2 separate regions of the Mus musculus genome follow, and region 1 is linked to region 2. Evidence: chromatin contacts called from public Micro-C data. All regions are on one chromosome and are shown on one strand. The core of a region is the stretch at or near the end of the contact, and the rest is flanking DNA. Distances in the headings are between cores, read along the strand shown. Region 1 has its middle 12 kb from the start of Gm25582. Region 2 holds the start of Paqr9 (progestin and adipoQ receptor family member IX).

Evidence for each region. A called contact is a pair of places that touch in the nucleus more often than the background predicts.
Region 1: a Micro-C map of embryonic stem cells shows a contact between it and region 2, with 1.8 times the contacts expected there. The contact joins the enhancer-like site here to the promoter of Paqr9 in region 2. A contact is called at or near these places in 7 of 39 promoter capture datasets (3T3-L1-derived adipocytes, the HPC-7 cell line, embryonic stem cells and 4 more), 11 of 484 Hi-C or Micro-C datasets (the HPC-7 cell line, embryonic fibroblasts, embryonic stem cells and 2 more), 4 of 115 datasets of contacts at active chromatin or transcription factors (embryonic stem cells, liver, pancreatic cancer cells and 1 more) and 3 of 9 other capture datasets (adipose tissue, liver and pancreatic islet).

Annotation. Positions count from the first base shown.
Region 1 is chr9:95,611,193-95,613,916 of GRCm38.p6, reverse strand. No RefSeq gene overlaps it. Among named protein-coding and RNA genes, the nearest start is that of Gm25582, 12 kb to the left of the region's middle. Within about 2 kb of position 1,341, at least 14 of the 459 cell types and tissues checked have an H3K27ac peak or open chromatin away from gene starts, as enhancers often do. A contact at or near this core is called in embryonic stem cells, where this site is marked.
Region 2 is chr9:95,558,296-95,560,995 of GRCm38.p6, reverse strand. It overlaps Paqr9 (progestin and adipoQ receptor family member IX), which reads right to left and starts at 1,362. Exons shown (of 1, transcript NM_198414.3): 1 at 1-1,362. The coding sequence starts at 1,037.

The sequences.
Region 1 (2,724 bases), core at 92-2,591, 53 kb before region 2:
ATAAGTGGGCGGGGCCTGGGGCGGGGGAATGGAGCTTCATAGAATAAGTGTGGAGACCCAGAGCGTCAGGGAAAGCATGCCCTGGCTTTGGTTAGTGAAAAAAGAAAGGAAGGAAGGAAGGAAGGAAGGGAGGGAGGGAGGGAGGGAGGGAGGGAGGGAGGGAGGGAGGGAGGAAGGAAGGAAAGAGAGAAAGACAACAAAGAAATAAAGAGAAAGGAAAAGTTACAATAAGAAAAGCAGGCAGCTGGCAGAGCTGAGGCTCTGCAGTGCTGCCCGACAGAAGGCGTGTGAGTGGCTTCCTCAAGGGAGCGGCTTCTGGGAAAGAAAGATGCATTATCTCATTAAGAGGAGAGCTAATCCTCCATTCTCCATAACATGACAGGCCTAGCAAAATTAACTCCTTTTTCTTTTCTTTTCCTTTTTTTTTTTTTTTTTTTAAAGATGAGTGTCAATATGTAGCCCTGATTGTCCTGCCATTCACTGTGTAAACCAGGCTGGCCTGGAACACACAGAGATCAGTCTACCTTTGCCAGGATTAAAGGCATGCAAACACCTCGTGCAGCCTGAACTAACTTTTAAAAGGTAGAGAGAAGAGTAAGTAACATTCCGGGTTAGAACCCAGGTAGAAGCCAGGGCGTGAAGTAGAACTTACATCCTATTCTTTTGTCCTGGTGGAACGAGCTTTGCCCTAATGAGCCTCAACAAAGCACAGATATGTCCAGTGGGAGAGGGCAAGACCTGCAAGAGTTTGTTTGCCAAGCTTAGGGCTACCAGAGCTCTTCAGCTGGGCCTCAAACTCAGGTTTTCTAGAAGAGTAGCCAATTCTCTTAACCACCAAGCTGTCTCTCCAACCCCAAGAGTTTTTTCTCCTTTAGTTTAAATCAATGGGATAAGAACCTTGAAAAGCCCAGTTTTGTTTCTCACTGTGTTCTGTTTTGTGGTTGTTTGCTTTGTGTTTTAGGCAAGGTGTTACTAAGTAGCCTTGATTGGCCTGGAACTTGTGGAGTCCAGGCTAGACCTGAAATCAGAAATCAGCATGCCTCTGCCTCCAGAGTGCTGGGATTCCAAAAGCTGGCACTACCAAACCTGGATTGAAAAATCTGGTCTTGAAAGAAGAGAACACCAGGAGAGAGATGGTTCTTCTCTCTGAGTGCTCTGCTAAAAGTTATCTTACCGGTGTCAGGTATCAGTTACAATCATCTTAATGCTTTGTAACATTGCTGCTTTTATTATAAATAGCAAGGGAATGAAAATGAGAAGCGGCCACTCCTGGGTATGGTAGAGGAGAAAGTTCCTGTTGAAGAGGTGAAGGTGAGCAGAGCCAGACGCATCCGGAATGCTTCAGACTGAACCCCACCCAGAGAGAAGAGGGGGTGGGGAGAGAGGGTCTGGAATGGCTCAGACTGAACCTCACCCAGAGAGAAGAAGGGGTGGGGAGAGAGAGGAAGACAAGAGAGAGGGAACGGAGAGAGCACATGGGAACCAAAAGAACCAAGAGGCCAAGAGTGGAATCAGGAACCAAAATGGCTGAGGTTACATAGGGAAGAACAGCTGGGGGAAGGGAAGTGAAGCTCGGGGGATGGAGAGGTTTAGGGCAGGGGGTGGGGTGAGAAGTGCTGGGCGGAGCCACTGGTACTGAGGGATGCTGAAGAGCTGGCCATCGCTGCTTTGATATCTTAATAGGTATCTCAGTTAGCCCTTTGTCTAGAGCTTCTCTGAAACCTAACAGAAAGCTTATCTAGATTTCAAAATGTTACTGTTTGTTGGTGTGCATCTCTTGTCATCTCCACCATAAAAGGGAAATTTAGCAGAAGTACTTGATAAATGTATGCATGCATCATTTTGCATATATTACATAGCAAAAAGCCTTGAAGCGGTGCCTGAAATAGAAGGCTATCAGCCAACAGAGGGTTTGCTTGTATGAATGGCTTTGACTTCCGTTTCAAATCGCCACTCAGATTAAAAATGCAAGTGGGTGGGATTATCTTCCATTGGATGTGATGTTCAAGGGAAATACCTTACCTGAGATACTACCCCCATATCTGTGGAGATAAGTCTGTCCCCAGTAATGATCAGCAGCTAGGATATGAAAGAGTAGAACTGTCACTCTCCCTTGTCAACTTGACATAACTGGGATGAGGAAATGTCAGTTGAGGGGTTGCCGCCATAAGATGGGCATGTGGCCATGTCTGTGGGGCATTTTCTTGACTGCTGGTTGATGGAAGGGGAACCAGCTCACGCTGGGTGGTACCCTCTCTAGGCAGGTGGGCCTAGGCTGTAAGAGAAAGGCAGCTGGGCAAGCCAGTAAGCAGTTCTTCAGTGGTCTCTGATTGAGTTCCTGCCATGGCTTCCTTCAGTGATAGACAGTCACCTTAGACAGTAAGTTTGCTCAGGGGCAGCTGACTCCAATTTTCTTTTTGGTTCAACAATGTTAGATTTTGATCATGCCCTTAACTAAGAGTTGTTGTTGTTGTTGTTTTGTTTTCCTCAATAATCTAGTGAACTACACATTGTAAATTGTCCTCATTGTTTTGAGACTTGACTGTCCATAAAATGTTTCATGGTATGTTGACCGTCTTACTATAAACCCATAACATGTCTGACCATAAATTCATAACACATACCTTTTCTATGATCATAAAAATCACTGCAAAATTCTAGGGTTTTTTCTTCTTCTTTTTTTAATAACTTGCTTGTTTGCCATAAAAAGGTCTTTCTGTTTCT
Region 2 (2,700 bases), core at 113-2,612:
CCCGAGAAGGTGGGCGCGGCAGGGGGTGCCTGGAGGAACTGGCGCAGGCCCTCTTCCACGTAGTACACCTGGTCATAGATGCTGAGGAAAGTGAAGATGTGGAAGAGCTGATGGCTGTGGCCAATGATGTCGAAGAGACCCGGCTGGATGCGCTCAGGGATCTTGCTCACGTTGAAGAAGGCGGCCACCACCAGCCAGAAGTAGCGGCGGTAGAAGTGCACGAAGAGTGTGGGGTTCTCGCCTCGCAGGTCGAAGAGCCAGCTCTCTAGCATAATGGGGCAGGCCATGCTGAGCGGCATGACGAAGACGAAGGTGCGCAGGGCGAACGGGTAGGAGCACCAGTCGGTGCGGCTCTTACAGCAAGCCACGGTGCAGGCCACAGCCAGCACGAAGGCCACGGGCAGCACGAGCGCGCGGTAGACCGCGATGAGGCGGGTGCAGTCCACGTGCCAGCCCAGGCGCTGCTGCACATACGGCGTCATGACCCTGGCGTCCAGCAGGCTCAGGCTGGGCAGCAGGTAGTAGTAGTAGGCCACGGTGCTGCCGAAGCCATAGTAGCTGATGGAAGCGTAGTCCAGGTAGAAGAAGGCGGCGCGCAGGCGCAGCGACAGGCAGCTGAACACGTGCGCCGTGCAGCTCATGGCGAAGGTCAGCAGCACCCCCGACGCATAGCACCACAGCGGCAGCAGCCAGGGGTGGTGGAAGGGCACATCGCTGCCGCCCAGGAAGAAGAGGCGGCAGAACTTACTGAGGAACAGCAGCAGCGGGATGAAGTGCGTCCAGAAGTTGAGCGTCTCATTGGTGGGCTTCAGCACCGAGGCCAGGCACTCTTGCGCGGTGCACGGCAGCCGCCGGTAGCCGGACAGGATGAAGCACTCCACGAAGTCATCGGGCACCTCGTCCCAGCGCAGCAGCGGCTTGGTCGTGGCCGCCGGCGGGCTCCGGGGGGCGGAGGCGGAGGCGGGATGCGAGCGCCGGGAGGTCGAGGCCGGCGGTCCCTTCACGCCGGCGCCCCGCTGCTGCAGGCGCCGCGGCATGGTGCCCCGGGCTTAGCTAGGGCGCGCGCGAGGCCACCGCGGGCGCCGGGCGCCGTCGGAGCCTTTGTGCGCGCGCGCGCGCGCGGGACCGCGGCCGCAGGTTGGCTACGCGGCCTCGGCTTGGAAGCGGGCTGCTCCGGGGGCTCGGCGCACCGGGCGGGAGGCTGCTGCTGCGCGCGCGGCTTGCCGGCGGCGTCCTCGCCACGCTCGGGTCTCTCAGCCCGCGGCCGGCCGCGCTGCGGTGGCGGCGGTGGCGCGGCTGACTGCGGCGGTGGTGGCGGTGGTGGCGGCGGCGGCGGCGCGGCGGTGACTGGGCATCGTGCGCGCGGGGCGGGCGGCGGGAGGCGGGATGTGCGCGAGGCGCTGGCGGGGGAGGGCGGCGCCGCGCAGGGCGGGGGCCCCCGGGGTTAGGGTGTCTGCGCCGCGGCGGGGGGATGGAGGTGTCCCCTGTCTTGCGTCTCCTACCATCCCCCCCTTCTCGGGCTGCGACCGCTCGGGCCGCCGCGTTAATGATTGATGCGGGGCCGGAGGCTGGCCAGAGACGCGGCCGCCGGCGCCCAGGGCGAGAGGGTGGGCAAGGGTGGGCGAGGGGGTTCGAAGTGCGACAGCCACGCCGGCGTTCTAGAGGACACTGGGGACCCGAGTTCGTGGGGGGCGGGGAGCCGGGCTGGGCGGAGGGATGCTCTAACTGTAACCTGCGGAGGTGTCAGGGAGGGCACTGCGGTACCCGCTTAGAGACGGTGTCCGAATCCGAGCTTGGCGGTTGTCAGACAGCTGGTGCTGCCTGCCTCTCTGTTCTGCTGTCTGTCATCCGTGTGTGAGTGTGTGTGTGCCCCCCTCTGTGTGTGTGTGTGAGTGTTGCCCTCCTACTCAATCCACGTCAAGTCCTAGTTTATTTCCTTACTCTAGCGGACCTATTCAGGTGCGTCACTATCCTCCTCCTCTCTCTCTTTGTGGTGTCTAAAGGGACCTAAAGGGACAATTCCCAAGCTGGTCTTCAGCTCAACTCACCAACTCGGAAGCCCCAGCTTACTCCTCTGTGGCTTCTTTAACTAGGAATCCGATGAAGAGCTCAGGAGCGCTCGACAACGGATTTTCAGGAACAGTTTCAGATGATGGTTTGGGGATTCAGAACGCCTCTAAGGAGCCGGGGAATGTATTAAAAAGGGTTTCCCAAGCAGAGCTGTGCAGGAGCCTCGGGAGGAAGCAGATGAGGGAAGACTATAGGCGTCTTCTAGAACAAACCAGAAAAGAGAGTTGAGAGGGTTCCTAGAGGCTTAGCATCGATGGTTTAGAGAAACCTATGCATAATTAACCTTAGAAGTACCTGGCAGGTCTAGTATGAGTTTCTTCAGGCAAGGGGCCCGAAGAAAAGGAGACTTGAAGAGTTCAGAGGTTTGTGATGAGCAGCGGTGTGAAAAATATCATAACCTAGACTTCCAAGATGGGGGTCTCCCAGTGACGTCTCAAATGTTCACCGTGTTCCATCTTTCAGTGATACTCCGGGTGTGGCTTCATCTGACCGGAGTCTTCACCTTGGTATAACAAAGATATACATACAGTTTTGAGGTGTTAGGCACTTGATGTCTTACAGCTTTAAAATATCTTAGATACTCTTTCCCCCATTTTGCAGATAAGGAAAATGGAGGCACCATGGCCATGT